Linked DNA regions of Sus scrofa: regions 1, 3 and 4 are each linked to region 2. A link is a contact called in public Hi-C data. All regions are on one chromosome and are shown on one strand. Each heading gives the region's core, a stretch centred on a gene start, on an enhancer-like site or on the middle of the called end of the contact. The rest is flanking DNA. Distances are from core to core; before and after follow the strand shown. Region 1 overlaps AUTS2 (AUTS2, activator of transcription and developmental regulator). Region 2 overlaps AUTS2 (AUTS2, activator of transcription and developmental regulator). Region 3 overlaps AUTS2 (AUTS2, activator of transcription and developmental regulator). Region 4 overlaps AUTS2 (AUTS2, activator of transcription and developmental regulator).

Region 1 (3,779 bases), core at 654-3,153, 220 kb after region 2:
TCCTGCATTCCTGTGGTTGTGGTGTAGGCGGCACCTCTGATTTGACCCCTAGCCTGTGAATTTCCATATGCTGCGAGTGTGGCCCTAAAAAACAATTAATAATAATAATAATTATTATTATATATTATTATAAATATATTATTATCATTATTATCCTCATTCCAAAGAAGACTCTCAGGGAAATAAGAAAGTGAGTTTCAAAAAGTTTAAGAAAAAATAAAAGAGACTTTGAGATTCTTAAAATTATCCCCTGGGTTAAGATCTGGAAAGTAAGGTTTTTAAATGAAACTTGAGAAATAGTTGGTAAGGGTGATTATTATACACAGACAAAAGACATCCAGTTTTTATTTCCTCCATCAAAGATAACCTCAAATATTTGTCTTCCCTTGAGAGAAATGAAAATCAAAACTCTTTTTACTGGGTAGAGAGAAAGGACTATTTATCTCCAAAATAAAACAGCATATGCTTTAAAATTATCTCTTTTTAAAATAACTTAATAAGTTAAAATTTCATAATTTATGATCAATCACTTGAGAAACTAGTCAAAAGTAACTTCAATTGCCTTATAAGTATGTGCTTCTGAAGTAAAAATTGCAACACATCCTACAAGTGATTCTGAACCATGATTTTACAAAATCACTTTGAAATTACGGCAAAATTATCTACATTTATTTTTTATTATTATGGCACCAACTATTCCTGCAGAATGCAAAGATCTGTCAGCAACATCACTGAAGCAATCAACTGAGCTTATAAGACTTAATTCTTTTTTAGTCAAAATATAATTCAGAAAAGGATCTGGCCAACAAAGTTTTTAGCCAAGACAACATTTTTTGCCTTGAGTTTTGCTAGACAAAAGATAGATGAGACCTTGCTTTCAGTTCATTTAATGTACTGGTTTGGCTGTTTAATTTTCTTTTTATCATGGGGGAGGCAAAGAAATAAAAAGTGAAATGCAATAATACATCACCAAAATGTGTCTGGTTGGTGTTGATAGGAAAGTCGGATGAAGGTGATGAGACAGTATAAGTTCCTCAAAGTTATTTGCTCAGGTGCTATATTAGGGCGCTGTTCACACACAAACATAAAGAGATGCCCAGGCATATACTTCAAATCTTTGTTCACTTTGCCATTCATTCATTTTCAATCATTTGTCTATTCATTCATTCACTCACTTATTCAATAATTAGTAAGTACCTACCATTGCTCTGGGCTTTAAGTATGAATAGAACAGACCCTAAGTTAAATCTTGGAGGAGAAAGAAATGTAACCCACTGATAAAGTAATATTTTCTACCTGAGGAGACAGGAACAGAGGATGAAGCAACTCACGATATTACCAGCTCAAGTTCACATGGTTTTGAAAGTCATATGGAGCTGTAAGGTTAGAATTGCTAGCTCTAAGGCAAAATTTCAAGAGGGGACATACATCCCCCAGGTTAAGACTCTTGAAAGAGTTTCACCATGCATTTTGGAGGTGTGACTTCCATCCGGATCAATCAAATATCACATTTACCCTTGGGTCTATATGACCAAATTACCCCTAAATTACAATCCTGAGTAAACACAATGACCCATGCACCAAACAGTTCCCCCTTGGAAGGCATTTGAATGAAGGAAATCTAGGCCTTGGCTCCCAGCAATGATAAACTCTCCAGCAAAGAGAAAATAGTATCAGTAGAGCGGTGTGCAGACAAGATAAACTACTTTCTTTTGTTCCAAGGCCTAAAAGCAGCCATTGTATACTATCTGCTGGCTGGATTTGTGTTGCTTCCATTGCTGTGTTAAAGGAGCTATTTCTGGAGCTGACCTCTGTATAAAAGCTGGGGTGAGCTGAGCTTTTCTGCCTATTAGAGTGAGCAGTAGAGCAAAGGGTAAACCTCTCTGAGTGGATGGGTCAGAGTACACAGACACTGATTCAGGTTTAGCTGACAGCGCCAGGGAAGGCATTTCTAATCTCCCCAGTTAGTACTAAATCAGCATGGTGTACACGAGCCCTTGACAGAGGACAGACAAATGGGACTCACTAAAAGGATAAAGAGCGGCCTGGTGAAGCACAGACGCTGAATACGATCCAAAGCTTTCATTTCTTAAGCTAAAAATGCTTTGCCGAAGCCACATCCATTCAGGACAAGTCTTGGCTCTTGGCTCTTCTGTAGTAAAATGACGCCTTCTAGTCTGATCCTGAGAAAACAGACGATGCCCATTCCAAGAATTTAGAACGCAGTAATTAAAAGGCATATTCTTGCCTCCCCCTCTATTTGCTGTTGCCTGGAGAAGAGAAAAGTCAAAGAAAAATTAGGCGGCTGCCACCCGAACCATTGTCGTTACCCAAGGCAGGGTAATTCATGGTTTGATTTTCTGCAGGCCCTCCTGACCATCCATCATGTCAAGCCACAGAACAGAAGAAATGCGACCAAGCAGGAACGTGAGCTCTTTTCTGAACCGTTCTCTTCAAGTTTACAAACACATCCAAAGAAGGGAAGGGAGGGCAGGCACACAACAACTCAAAGGGACACTGCCAAAGGGGTGCTGTTCGATAGCTGAGACTTTCCTAATCTCAGAGCACTTTTTGTTTGTACTGTCCTCATACTCTACAGAGTGTTATCTAAGAGTGTTCTCCACGAGATGCGAGGATCCCTGGTTTGCCCATGAGGAGACTGAGGCTAAGAGGCCCTAACTGACATGCCCAGGATTCACACAGCCAGAAAGTAGGAAAGCTGAGATCCTAACCTGGCTCAGGGTTAAGACTCCAGAACCTGGCTATTAATCACTCTGCTCTACAAACACAACCTCCTGTTAAGTGTGTAAATGGAATTTTTATATATAAAATCCCATCTAAATCCAGCAGAATAACTTGCTATTTTAAAGACACCTAGGGTGAACCATTTTGAAGGGGGGAGAAAAAAAAAACTCTGCAGCCAGGAAAAACATCCATCCCTTGGTTTGTTTACCTTGTAAATCCAAATGGTGGGTGACGGCATCTGCTGAAAACGAGGCGGATCTGCAAATGCCAAATGTGGTGTGCCTGCCAGTGTCCATCAAGCTGCAGGGGTGATGGGGGAAGGGGGAGAAGCCTTTACCTGTGCGGACGCTCACACACAAACAAGATGCAAAGTGCTCACTTTGTAGCTTACAACTCATACAAAGGATTCTTGGCTTCACATGGGAAGCAAGGAATCACAGATCTCCTTATCAGAGGGAAACCAAGAGTCTCCTACCCTCAGAAAAAGAAGATATGATCCCCACAGATGACCTAATAAGAAAGACTGAAAAGGTTGTCCTGGAAAGTAATATTGGCAGGAAGGGTTTAGGCCTGAGTCTTCCACCTCCCAGTACACAAGCCAGTTCCTCTTCAAACTCTACCTGCGGGGACTTCAACACCTGGCCTCGTATCCTAAAACAGCAGAGCAACTTATCACTTACAATAACACTGACGGGCAAGTCCAAACTGTATTAAATATGACAATGACCAGCTATTTCACAGATTCCAAGAGCTTAGGAACTTGTTTAAAATGAGAGATGGGCCCCAATTTAGACCTGTCAAAATGGCATAAATATCACTGTCGAATGATCAAACCACCTTAGGAAAAAAAAATTGGAACTTGTTAAAAAAAAAAAAAAAAAAAACCAATGTGTATTGTGTATCGGGATAAATATGTCTTATTGCTATAGAAAGTACATAAAGTAACTGAATTTACAGAATGTTTTCAGAAAAAAAATATTTCAAATGAAAAGTAAAAACATTTTCTCTCTATAAAAGGAAATATAGTGAGAGAA
Region 2 (3,871 bases), core at 946-3,445:
GCTGTGGCATATGGAGGTTCCCAGGCTAGGGGTCCAATCGAAGCTATAGCCAGAGCCACAGCAATGTGGGATCCCAGCTGCGGCGTCTGCGACCTACACCACAGCTCGTGGCAATGCCCGATCCTTAACCCACTGAGTGAGGACAGGGATTGAACCTGCAACCTCATGGTTCTGTCAGACTCGTAAACCACTGAGCCACGACGGGAACTCCAACATGCATTATTGTTATATGCATTGTTAGTTGTTTTGGTTTTGTCTTATAATGAGTATATTTTATTGATTTTACCTTTTAATAAAACTACATATTTCAGGTATACACATGCTTTAATATACATATACATAGTGAAATCATTCCCACTACAGTCAAGCTCGTTGACATAATCCTCTCCTCCCGGAGTTACCATTATATGCGTTTGTATCTGTGTGTGGTGAGCACACCTGCAATTTATTTTCTTAGTGAACTTCCAGATACAATACATTATTAGCCACTCTAGTCTTCTGGTTTTCAGAGTATTCACTTTTGAGAGACACCATGCTAGAACTCTTAACTATGCAATCAGATAAACTAATGGATTTTGATAAACAAGCAGAGGCTCTTAGAGAATTAAAGACAGCAGTCGGCCAGCTCCTAATTAAGATCACTCAGCTCTCCCTTTGTTTTTTATTTTGTAGTTTTTTCTTTTTTTCCTGAAAATAAATGCTCTTACTTTCTTTTAGGGCTGCACCTGCGGCATAAGGAAGTTCCCAGGCTGGGGGTCAAATTGGATTTACAGCTGCCAGCCTACACCACAGCCACAGCAACGTGAGATCTGAGCTGCGTCTGTGACCTACACCAGAGCTCGCGGCAACGCTGGATGCTTAACCCACTGAATGAGGACAGGGATGAACCCATGTCCTCATGGTTATTAGTCAGGTTCGTTACTACTGAGTCATGACAGGAACTCCTCCTTCTCTTTTGAAATCTTGAGGAAGGAGCTGTCCAAATGATTCTTTGAGCAAAGATCCCAAATTCAGGCCATATTAAAATAATTGTGTCAAACAAATATTAATTGCAAATTTAAAAGATAAATAAAATCTAACTAAGTAGAAATGATTCAAAATGCTACAGAATATAACCAAATGCAAGCACACTTTGTCTATGCAGACAAATATATCACAAGAGAATTGCATATGCCATTTCATCAACTCTAAGATACCTTATTTACACATTTCAACATCTCTGAAACTGAAATCCATCTTCAAATCGATGGCATGTCAGTTTAATTGTCAGTATATATTCTTAGCGGTACATAAAATAATGTTGTATCTTGCCACTGATGGCACCTTCAATTAGATGAAGTATGGTTTTATCACTGCAACCGTTAATTCCTTTGATGGTGAAGGAAAGGGCAGATAAATCAAATACTAAATGTTATCAATTCTTCCTTTTACACACACACACACACACACACAGAAAACAAAAGAAAACTATCACTACTTTCTCTAGGTAGAGCAATTTCTCCCATTCCACACATAGATACACCATTTTGCACAAACACACACACACAGACAATACAGCCATCTTAATATTTTGATTCAAAGCACAGCTAATATTCTGAATGGTACCAACAGTAGCTTTTTCAGGATTCAAAATCCATCTTCTACCCTTACTACAGAACATAAATGACATAAACTTCTCCTCAATAGCATAAAAAATTCATATTCTATCTATATAGCAGCTGCTATGTTAGGTTTATGTCAACAATTGGTCTGATTTTTTAATAGCATAAATGTTTAAAGAGGTAGCAATTCCAGCAAAATATCTATGGGGATACTGAAAGCTGATATATGTCAGAGTAGAGTCGTTTGGTGCAGAAGAAGTAATTCTCTATATTTTATTCTTTTCTGTATGCCTTTCCTTCTCCTCCACAAAAGCCCTCCTCATAATGGTTCATTACTTCCACCAGCTAAACTCGGTAAGTGTCGTGGTCTTGATCCTGTACCCTGAGGATAATATTTACTGAGCTTCCCTCTTCAAAGTCACAGTCCAAAGTCCATGAGAAAAATCAAACGCTTTTTGTGAAATGGGGTGATTTCTAAAATCACTCTCAGATCTAAAATCCTATGATTTTGCAATCCTCTTTTGGTGCTGAAGTGCACTTTCTGAAACAACGCAAGCCCCAAGGGTCATGGGCAACCTAAATCAATTAATCAATCAATTTCTCTCCTATGGTGTTTGTTCTGTTTGTTGGTGGTGGTTTTGGGGGTGGGGTGAAAGAGCAGTAAATAAAACAGACAGCCGCACGAGCTTCCTCAATGAAACCCAAGCTTTAGGTAACAGTCTACCCTTGAATAGTTCCTCTGTACCAGTGGCAGAATAGAACAGCCTTTAAACACTTAACTGACACGGTTTGTTTGTTAATATGATATACACATGTTCTGAGACGTTACTGTGACTCTTCAAAGCACTGAACAAATAGTAATTTAAGCAAAATAACCACATTAGGTAACTGTGATAGAAACTGCACAGTAGATTTTAATACTAATATAGACCATGATGTTCTTCTTCTTCGTATGAAGCCAGGAATCCACAAGTGTCCTGTTACTTGTATCTTTCAGGTTTTCAAACTGTGGGCCATGATCTGTTGTATGGAATGTCTTTTCTATGGACTTCTTCTCACCTTCTCACCTTAACCAGGGAGAAGAAGAAACTTTCTTCAGCTCTCACTGTCTCTTTTGCATTTCCCCATGGATGTCAGAGGCGGCCGTCACTGGGCCACCTGAAGAGTAGGTGTGATTTCTTTACGGTAAGCGGTCCCTTCTCTAGACCTGTGTATCTCCGGACTGCAGGTGCCGCACAGATTAGGGGGGGGTCTGCGTTCCTGATCCATGGAGCTGGCTCGCAAGTGCTCTGTGGGGCCCAGGCTATAAATTATGGGCAGACCATTAGGAGGCTCCACTTTAAAAGGATCTTGGTAGCCCTTCCAATCTGGCTTTTGCCTGAGTGCCCTGCATTTTAGGAATTACTGGGTGTTTACCCAGAAATCAATAAAGCTGATAATTTGGCTCTCAGTTCTCATTCTTATTCATTCATTCTCTCTTTCTCCCTTCCTCCCCTACACACACACACAGATACAGACACAATTGTAAGGATACAATCAAGACTACAGACATACAGAGATCCCTGAAGTGGAAAGGAAAACACCTAATATAGTTACTATATTCTTTTGAAACTGTATCAGTTAGACAAAAATACCTTATACTTTACTGAGTAAACAAACTTAAGAGCTGGAGAGGAACAGAGAAGAAAAACTGATTCTTGTCATATGCGTAAAACTGAAACACTGGCTAATGATGTGGCAATCTAACAGACCCTGACTGTGCTGGTGTGTGGGGTGGGGAGGGTGTGATTTTGTTTGGTCTCTTGATAACCAATCAGCTGCCCAAGCCTCCAGATGTTTGTAGTCTGCTCTGTTTCCACTTCTGAATGTACAGATGCTCTCAAAGGTCTACCTTGACTCCTAAGCAGTGAACTCTCTGGCTTACGAAGGGTGTACATAAGAGGGAAGTGAGGGAGGAACAAGATGATGAGAGTCCTAAAGCTTCAAGTATGTACCATTTACCGAGCACATATTATGTGCAGACACTGTGATAAACTGATACATACTGCTTCTCTTTTTAGGACCACATCCACAGTAGATGGAAGTTCCCAGGCTAGGGGTTGAATGGGAACTGTACCTGCCAGCCTACACGACAGCCACAGCAACACGGGATCCAACCATGTCTGGGACCTACACCACAGCTCACTTCAACGCCGGATCCTTAACCCACTGAGCGAGGTCAGGGATCGAACCCACATCCTCATGGATACTAGTCAGGTTACTGCTGGGCC
Region 3 (4,051 bases), core at 129-2,628, 160 kb before region 2:
GCGGACATGGAAAACCTGAGGCTCTGTACTTGCAGTTGGCAGTGACCTAGCAGGCTGTGCTGGGTACTGGTGAACGGGCCACGGGACCAAGTGACTTTTCCAGGTGTCACTCCTATCACTAAGAGCCCAGAGAGAGGAAACTGCCATCAGGAGTCACATTAGAAGCTTCATGAGGAAGACGAGAACCATTCATACCTCTGAAGCAATTGTGTATGTGTGTATTGCATGCATGGATACACCAGCGCCTAAAAACACAAGCATGTGGGGTGGACGTACGCACACATCTCTATAGCTTTCAAGTCTTTTTCTTGAGCTGTTAATTTTTTTTTTTTTTTTTTTTTTTGTCTTTCTAGGGCCACGCCTGCAGCATATGGAGGTTCCCTTAGCCTGGGAACCAATAGGGGTCAAACTGGAGATGCAGCTGCCAGCCTACTCCACAGCTACGGCAACACCAGATCCAAGCCTAGCTCACAGTAATGCTGGGTCCTTAACCCACTGAGCAGGGCCAGGGATTGAACCTGTGACCTCATGGTTCCTAGTCAGATTTGTTTCCGCTGAGCCATGATGGGAACTCCCAGCTGTTAAAATTTTTAAAGCATTAAACAGGAGGAAGGCAAATGCTTCTCTCTGACATTTGTTATAAGGCAGTAGCTCTCAAAACGAGTGGTACGAAAATTTTCTAGGAAGTTTCTAAAACAATACGGATGCTGCGGCCCTACCCCAGATGTTCTGAATCAGACCCTCTCTCCTGTGATGGGTGTCTGGGAACGACAGTATTTGGCACATGGGATGAGGGCTGTGCAATCCACTCCATCACCGTCTGACCCTCCAGGACAGCAGGCTTGCTCTTGGCTCCAGGTTGTGCCTGAAGGAAAAGCTTGATGTTTGGGATAAGGAATTTAAACATCATGGTTCCGGGACTCTTCCAAACCTCACAGCACTTCCATTCAGCCTGTGTCAGGAAGAAGCGCCCTAGGGGATGAAAGCTGAGCCTTGGGTTCCAGTGGGGGAAAAAAAATTACACCTCTTATCCTTTGGCAGGTTTTCTGGCCGATTCTGAGCTTTCGGAAGAGAAGGATAGCTTCCTCCTCTCCCAAGTGAGGCTCTTACTTGGCTCCAAGGAAAACGAATGAAAGTTAACACATAGTGAACACTGACTACAGACCAGGCACGGAGTCAATTTAATTGTTTCAGAACTGTTGGGGGGGGCTGTTGTTACCCCCGTTTCTCAGATATGAGGACGAGGCTTCTCCACGGCTCTAGAGGAGTAAAAGATTGCCCGAGCTGGACCTGGAGGCCCGGAGGCCCAGGTGCTTGACCGGTGGGCCCGACGCCTTCCAACAAACTCCATCACATGGTCCACAAGTTACACAGGAAGTGAGTAAATGGAAAAAGAATGACTTTTAACCTTGATTTCATAACCAAACAGGGGGTGTCTCTTAGCACAATGCGTGGCTGCCAGTGGTAGAGAAAGAGAGCAAACTAGAAAGTACAGGCCAGATATGTGGAACTACGCCTGCTGCCTCTTTGTTCTCATGCTATCGGTTCACTCTGAGGGGGGATCGGAATAGCTGCTTACTTTGGGTGATTAAGGTGCTAAGTGCTGCCTCTTTTCTTTGCACCAACTGCAATGAAGAATGATCCTAAATCTCAGATGCAGTGTGCCCAGCCTTCTCTAACCCCCCACCCAATTTCTGCTCTTCACAAAAGTCCTCCAGGTCCCTGACATGAATGGGAAATATATTCACGTGGCTGGGAGGGGAGGCCAAGAGATGCTGTGCTCAGGGTCTCATCAAAGCCTTTTCCATGTATAAGATGGAATCCTGCATTTATGGAGAGCGCTTCTCTTCTAGCCCCTTTCCCAGTCACTTCCACATTAATTAGTAAGGGTATCATTTTATAAATTGCTGCTTCAGATCAGAGGAAAGCAGAGTTTATCTTAATTCAGTCAGCTGTGTGAAATACAGTACCCTAATTTTAGACCGCCAGCTCTGCAGATCCCTACGGAGAAAGAGAATGACAGGTCTTCCGGAGAGAAATCCCAGTGGGTCCCCTACGAGTCTCACTCTTGCCTCCGACAGCATCCCTGGTGGGGCTGCTGAAGGGATCCCAGGACACTGAGTGGCATCTTTGCCACCATTAGCAATTCAGATTTGAATGCGAGTCCTCCAAGCAGCACATGAAAGCAGCCTCAGTTGGCTCTGGGGCTCTGAGGGGGGCCCAGGCAAGAGGCCCTGGCACAGAGGAGGCTGACAGGGGCCCAGGCTTGGGCACCGAGCGGAAAGTCTGGGAGGATGGTGTGAAAGTCGGTGATAAACACCAGACACTCCCAGTCCAAGGGGGAAGCCTGACTGTCTTAACTCTAACTGGGCCAGGCAGGCACCACGACAATCACAGAGTCCTTATGACTCTTCTGGAGCCCTCTGGGGGAAAGCTGGGTGGCAGGGCAGCTCCGGGTGAAGAAGACCTACAGGGCCACCACAGCTCAAGGGCAAGGCGACTGGGCAGCTGAGGCAGGAGGGGCACGCCTGTCGGATGGACGCCCCCGATGGCCCTCTGTGCCCCATTGTCGCCCCTCCTGTGGACGTGCCTACAGACATCGCCTCATTCTCCTTCCTTGTCCCGAAATCACCCCAAACTCAGAGCAGAGGGTGCTGGCTCTGTTCTCACTGCCCACTCTTCTGGGTAAATACTTGGCTGCTTCCCACACTGGGAGATGGAAACCCAGCGGCAAAGACTCGGGGATTCAGGGCCCACCGCAAACGACAAGCAGGGGTGCTCTACGGATGCAGGAGGAAACGCCTTGGCCTTCAGACCGCACACAGGCAGTGCTGATAATTCTAGAGGTTCCCAGTTAGGTGGCCCTCTAGACAAGGGAGCTAGACACCCTCGGAGAGTCTGCAGCAACTGGCCTGGGACAGGGTCTGGGACTTGGGAGCTCCCAGGGGACTTCCGAAGCACCGTCTAGGTTGAGATGGCTGATCAAGACACCCACATGAACCTAAAACTGGACGTCTTGTCCTTGCCACCTTCTGCTGCTGCTAGAGACTGTGACACTTCTGAACTCACACCGCCTTTCAAGAAAGAATGTCTACTGGGCTGGGAAACCCCAAGGAAGCCTCAGCCCCTTGGAGAAGGGCCACCCACCTGGCCAGTGAGAGGGACCATCATCTGTAAAAGATCTCCTGGAGCAGCCAGGAGTGCCAGCCCCTCCCTGGGTGCTCGGGATGCCCGACAGAACGAGATAAGGGCTGCCACGTGGGATGTGGCCTGGATGGCCTCGGGGGCCAGCGGGCTCGCCAGATCACCGAAGCCCTACCGCTGCCCGGGCGCCCAGGCACCGGCTACACACTGGCTGCCGGAGACACCATGGGCCTGACTTCCAAGGAGCTAGGACTCCCCGGGGACTGGAGGAACGAAGCTCCCACTTGTCAGTTAAACAAAAGAAGAATCCAAAGCCCCCTTTCCAGTGTGTACTTTCACTGTCATCCAACAGCCCATTACCATGTCACAGCACAGCGCACCCTTCCATAGGTCACTTTGTTTAAAGTGACATGGATAATGCACATGTCAGCAAGCTGACAGTCCTAGCCGTCCTTCAGAGATAAAAACCTCAAGGCGAGAGCCTGTTCTTATCTGGGGGACATGCATTGGTCTATCATCCAAGGCGGGCAGAACATGATTTCTCCAGAGAGCACTTTTTTCATTTCCTGATTTTAAGGAAATCAAATAAGCACCATTTGTCTTCATCTGAATATGCTTGACCTGCTCAAATGATGATGTCTCGCATTTTATAACGGGCTACATATGCTGAATTCAAATTAACGACAGCACAGAACAAGAGCCTTTAGATCTCTCTTGGAGGCTGGCGGCAGAGAAGCAGGGAAAATTCTGGGCTCGACGCAGAGAGCCCACCGAATACCAACCGCAGGATTCTGAGTAAAATCCGTGAGCATGTAGGAGGCGAGAGTCAGGGACCAGGGCTCAGGGAAGCCAGCTCTGCCGAAACTGGGGAAGGGAGGATTAGTCCCTTCCTTAGGATGCTCAGCAG
Region 4 (3,775 bases), core at 1,006-3,505, 180 kb before region 2:
GTCCTTCTGATGCCCCCAAATCACATCACTACAAATGTCAGGGAACAGCAGAGTCCGATGGTCAGCTTTCTTGTCAGCAGGCGGAGGCAAAAGAACAATCCCTGTGGCGAAGTCCTCCTGCTGTTTTTTCCTCTCAAAGCCCAAGAGCCAAATTGGGGTTGGGGACAAGAAAGTGGCTAAAGAAAGCCTCATTCAGTCTCTGAAAGTTGGTAGAAAGAGGCTGGATGGTGGTTCCTTCTTGATTTTTTTCTTTTCCTATCTTTTTTTTTTTTTTTTAAATGGGAAGCCAAAGAAGCTAAGAATGCCAGAAATGAAAAGGAAGATGCCAGATGGAGGGAGGCAGAGCAGGTAAGAGTGATAATGAAGACCGCACGACGCCCAATGAAATGGGGGAAGGGGAGCTTACCCTGTACTGGGAAACAGCCTACAGGCCACAAGAAATTTCAGGGCAGCCTAAACAAAAATCCTTCCCCTTCGCCTTAGAGATCCCAAAAGTACATTAACCGGCCTCTACTATGGTCTGGCCAACCTCATATGCCACTTACCCAAAGTTCACTCCTGTCCCCCCAAACTGGGCTGGCGACCATTCCTCCTACATCGAGTATGTCTCCCCGGTGCCTTCCAAAATCAGCTCATCCTTTTTTCTTTCTTTCTTTTTTTTTTTTTTTTTTTTTTTTTGCTTTTATTAGGGCTCCACCCAAGGCATATGGAACTTCCCAGGCTAGGGGTTGAATCGGAACTGTAGCTGCTGGCCTACACCACAGCCATAGCAACCTACGATCTGAGCCACGTCTGTGACCTATACCACAGCTCATGGCAACGCCTGATCCTTAACCCACGGAGTGAGGCCAGGGATCGAACACACATCCGCATAGATACCAGTCATATTTCTGCTGCGTCTTGATGGGAACTCCAAAAACATCAGCTCATCCTTTAACCGCCCTCCAGGAGCCGTCAGCACTGCCTCTCACCCGCTTTCTTGGGATCACGCTGGCAATGACAATACTGGGTAATGCAAGCCTCTAGCAGGCTAACCGGTAATTGTGAGACACTGGGCAAGTTACCTAAACTTTCTGCGCCCAGTGGCCTTTCAGATGGGGATGGAAAAAATGATGCCTCCTGCACTGCGTCATGGTAGAGATGAATGGAGTTGGTCTATGCAGAGTGCATACAGTGGCGGCCCAACAAATGCCAGCCTTCATACGGTTTGTCACACAGGGTGGCACCTGCTCAGATGTTGTTCCGAACGACTCTGTAGTGGCCTCACCAATACCTCTTCGACCAGACCAGAAGTTCCTAGAGGATAGATGCTATGCCTAAAACCTGCTGGAAATGCCTCAGAGCGATATACATGATGGGGATTCAAAGAGCCCCAGAAGAGCAACATCCGTGGGTATCTACTGTGTCTCAAGATTTGCAATAGATGCTGAAGAACCAGGATGGAGGAGCTTTGAGGAGCTCACCTTGGGGAGGGGGCTATGCGAGGAGGCACATCTTTTCTAAACTAAGAGCATCCCCCACCCCATTTTTTTCTTGGGACTGCCTCTAAATCCTTCGGGAAGAGGCTGGTGGCAAGCTTGCATTGGTATGAGCAGAGCCACAATTTGTTGAACATTTTGCTTTGATTAAAAATTAATAGCTGCTTTTGACCCATATGGATTAATTCCACTCTCTCTAAGTATCTCCTTAATTGACAAAATACCATTAGGTGAAAGAACCAATTAAACCAGCACATGACTCCCTCCCTCCTTCTGCCAGCCTTCATCCTCCTTCCTCCCTCTCCGTGTTGTCCTGCCTGAGTGTTTTAATAGACCATTTCCATCCCAGCACAGTGAGACGAATTCCTCAGTAAACACACAAGAACAAAGGTGGGAGGTGTGCTGGGTGCAGAGGCGAGGCCATGCTGAACCCACCAACAAGCGGAGGAGGAAGGCCTGCGGAAGGGAGGAAAAGACAAGCGATCCACTTCCATGGCCTGAAGAGACTGACAAGTGCAGCTCCTGTCAATTAACCGGCACTCCCAAGCTCATCAGCCATCCGAGGCTGCTCAATGCGCAGCTTTGTCTTAGTTTGGCACAACTCCCTGCTAAACTCCCCGGAAAGTGCTGACAAGGTTACTCTAATAACTGGCTGGACAAAGTCCACCCACTGTGCATTGCAACACGTGCTCTGCGGCCCTGGCAAAGGGGCACGAATCGCCCTGTCAGGCTGCAGGAAGAGGTCAGCGGGAGGAAGAAGGGTAACAAAGTGCTAGGACCAGGCCCCAGGGGTAAAGACTGTGCCCTCTGCTGGGGTTTGCGAAAGCTTCTAGGTCTTACTGAGTGAGTGTTTCTCGCCTCTTTCTTCCTAAGCCTCTGCCAAGGTGGGTGAATGGGAACACTGTGTCTTTATTGGGGCTGGAGAGCTTTAAGAAACCTCCACTGGGGATGGATCCAAAGGACTCACTGCCCTGAAACAGGAGATGCTTTTATGCCTAAACCCTTCTTTCATCCGGAGAACTACAGACAAACAGCTTTCCAGGGGAGTGTCTGAAAGGAACCAAACTGGTCACTTCCAACGTCGCGAGTAGGCAGCTAGGGACCAAAGTGACTGAGGACAGATTCTGTTTTCCTCAGCTCTGTTTTCTTCAGTTTTTTACAATGGCACAGCCCAACACGGGATCCAGGTCTGTGCCTTCTCGTAGTTGTACACTGAGACAGCAATGGGACACAGGGAGCTGCATTTTAAAAAAATCTGGAAGGGTCTTCGGAAATCACCTACTCAGTAATATGTATCAGAAAAATTTCAAACACAGAAAAGCGGAAAGAACTTTACAGCGAACACCCCCCACATACCCGACACCGGTGTCCTTCTACTTAACATTTGATTAAATTTGCTTTATCATGTACCTATCCCACCTGGCCAGCCTAATAGTTACCTATCATTCCAACTTCCTTTAATTGCTTTAAAAAATGTTTTTTTTTCCTTTTTTCATGAAAATATTTACAGTGTTGTGCCAATTTCTACTGTATAGCAAAGTGACCCAGTCATACATATATATACATTCCTTTTGCTGTATTATCTTCCACCATGGTCTATCCCAAGAGACTGAATACAGTTCCCTGTGCTCTACAGCAGGATCTTCTCATTGCTTATCTGTTCTAAATGGAATAGTTTGCATCTACTAACCCCAAACTCCCGGTCCATCCTACCCGCTCCCCTCTCCCCCTTGGCTATCACATGATCCAGCAATTCCACTCCCGGGCATATATCCCAACAAAACTACAATTCAAAAAGATACATGCACCTGTATTTATTTATTCACTTTTTTGTCTTTTGTCTTTTCAGGGCCGCACCCGAGGCATATGGAGGTTCCCAGGCTAGGCGTCTAATCGGAGCTGTTGCTGCCGGCCTACACCACAGCCACAGCAACGCCAGATCCAAACTGCGTCTATGACCTACACCACAGCTCACGGCAATGCCAGATCCTTAACCCACTGATCGAGGTCAGGGATCGAACCCACAACCTCACGGTTCCTAGTTGGATTTGTTTCCACTGTGCCACGACGGGAACTCCATGCACCTGTATTTTCACAGCAGCACTATAGTCAAGACATGGAAACAGCCTAAATGTCTATTGACAAATAAATGGATTAAGAAGATGTGGTACATAAAAAATGTATTTTTATTTTATTATTATTATTTTTATAGCCACACCTGTGGCACATGGAAGTTCCTGGGACTTCCATAGAAATCGGGACTGCAGCCGAGGCCTACCACAGCAATACCGGATTCA

The links. Hi-C and Micro-C count contacts between places; a contact is called where the count stands out from the background.
Region 1: a contact with region 2 is called in a Hi-C map of liver, with 4 times the contacts expected there. The contact joins two enhancer-like sites. A contact is called at or near these places in 3 of 47 Hi-C or Micro-C datasets (liver and skeletal muscle).
Region 3: a Hi-C map of liver shows a contact between it and region 2, with 2.2 times the contacts expected there. The contact joins two enhancer-like sites. A contact is called at or near these places in 4 of 47 Hi-C or Micro-C datasets (liver and skeletal muscle).
Region 4: a contact with region 2 is called in a Hi-C map of liver, with 4 times the contacts expected there. The contact joins two enhancer-like sites. A contact is called at or near these places in 1 of 5 promoter capture datasets (liver) and 3 of 47 Hi-C or Micro-C datasets (all in liver).

What each region holds. Positions count from the first base shown.
Region 1 is chr3:14,081,320-14,085,098 of Sscrofa11.1, reverse strand. All of the region lies in intron 2 of AUTS2 (AUTS2, activator of transcription and developmental regulator), which reads right to left. Among named protein-coding and RNA genes, the nearest start is that of AUTS2, 520 kb to the right of the region's middle. Within about 2 kb of position 1,903, at least 15 of the 83 cell types and tissues checked have an H3K27ac peak or open chromatin away from gene starts, as enhancers often do. A contact at or near this core is called in liver, where this site is marked.
Region 2 is chr3:14,303,850-14,307,720 of Sscrofa11.1, reverse strand. All of the region lies in intron 4 of AUTS2 (AUTS2, activator of transcription and developmental regulator), which reads right to left. Among named protein-coding and RNA genes, the nearest start is that of GALNT17, 720 kb to the left of the region's middle. Within about 2 kb of position 2,195, at least 2 of the 83 cell types and tissues checked have an H3K27ac peak or open chromatin away from gene starts, as enhancers often do. A contact at or near this core is called in liver, where this site is marked.
Region 3 is chr3:14,462,473-14,466,523 of Sscrofa11.1, reverse strand. All of the region lies in intron 5 of AUTS2 (AUTS2, activator of transcription and developmental regulator), which reads right to left. Among named protein-coding and RNA genes, the nearest start is that of GALNT17, 560 kb to the left of the region's middle. Within about 2 kb of position 1,378, at least 3 of the 83 cell types and tissues checked have an H3K27ac peak or open chromatin away from gene starts, as enhancers often do. A contact at or near this core is called in liver, where this site is marked.
Region 4 is chr3:14,485,686-14,489,460 of Sscrofa11.1, reverse strand. The region is part of intron 5 of AUTS2 (AUTS2, activator of transcription and developmental regulator); the gene reads right to left. Among named protein-coding and RNA genes, the nearest start is that of GALNT17, 540 kb to the left of the region's middle. Within about 2 kb of position 2,255, at least 8 of the 83 cell types and tissues checked have an H3K27ac peak or open chromatin away from gene starts, as enhancers often do. A contact at or near this core is called in liver, where this site is marked.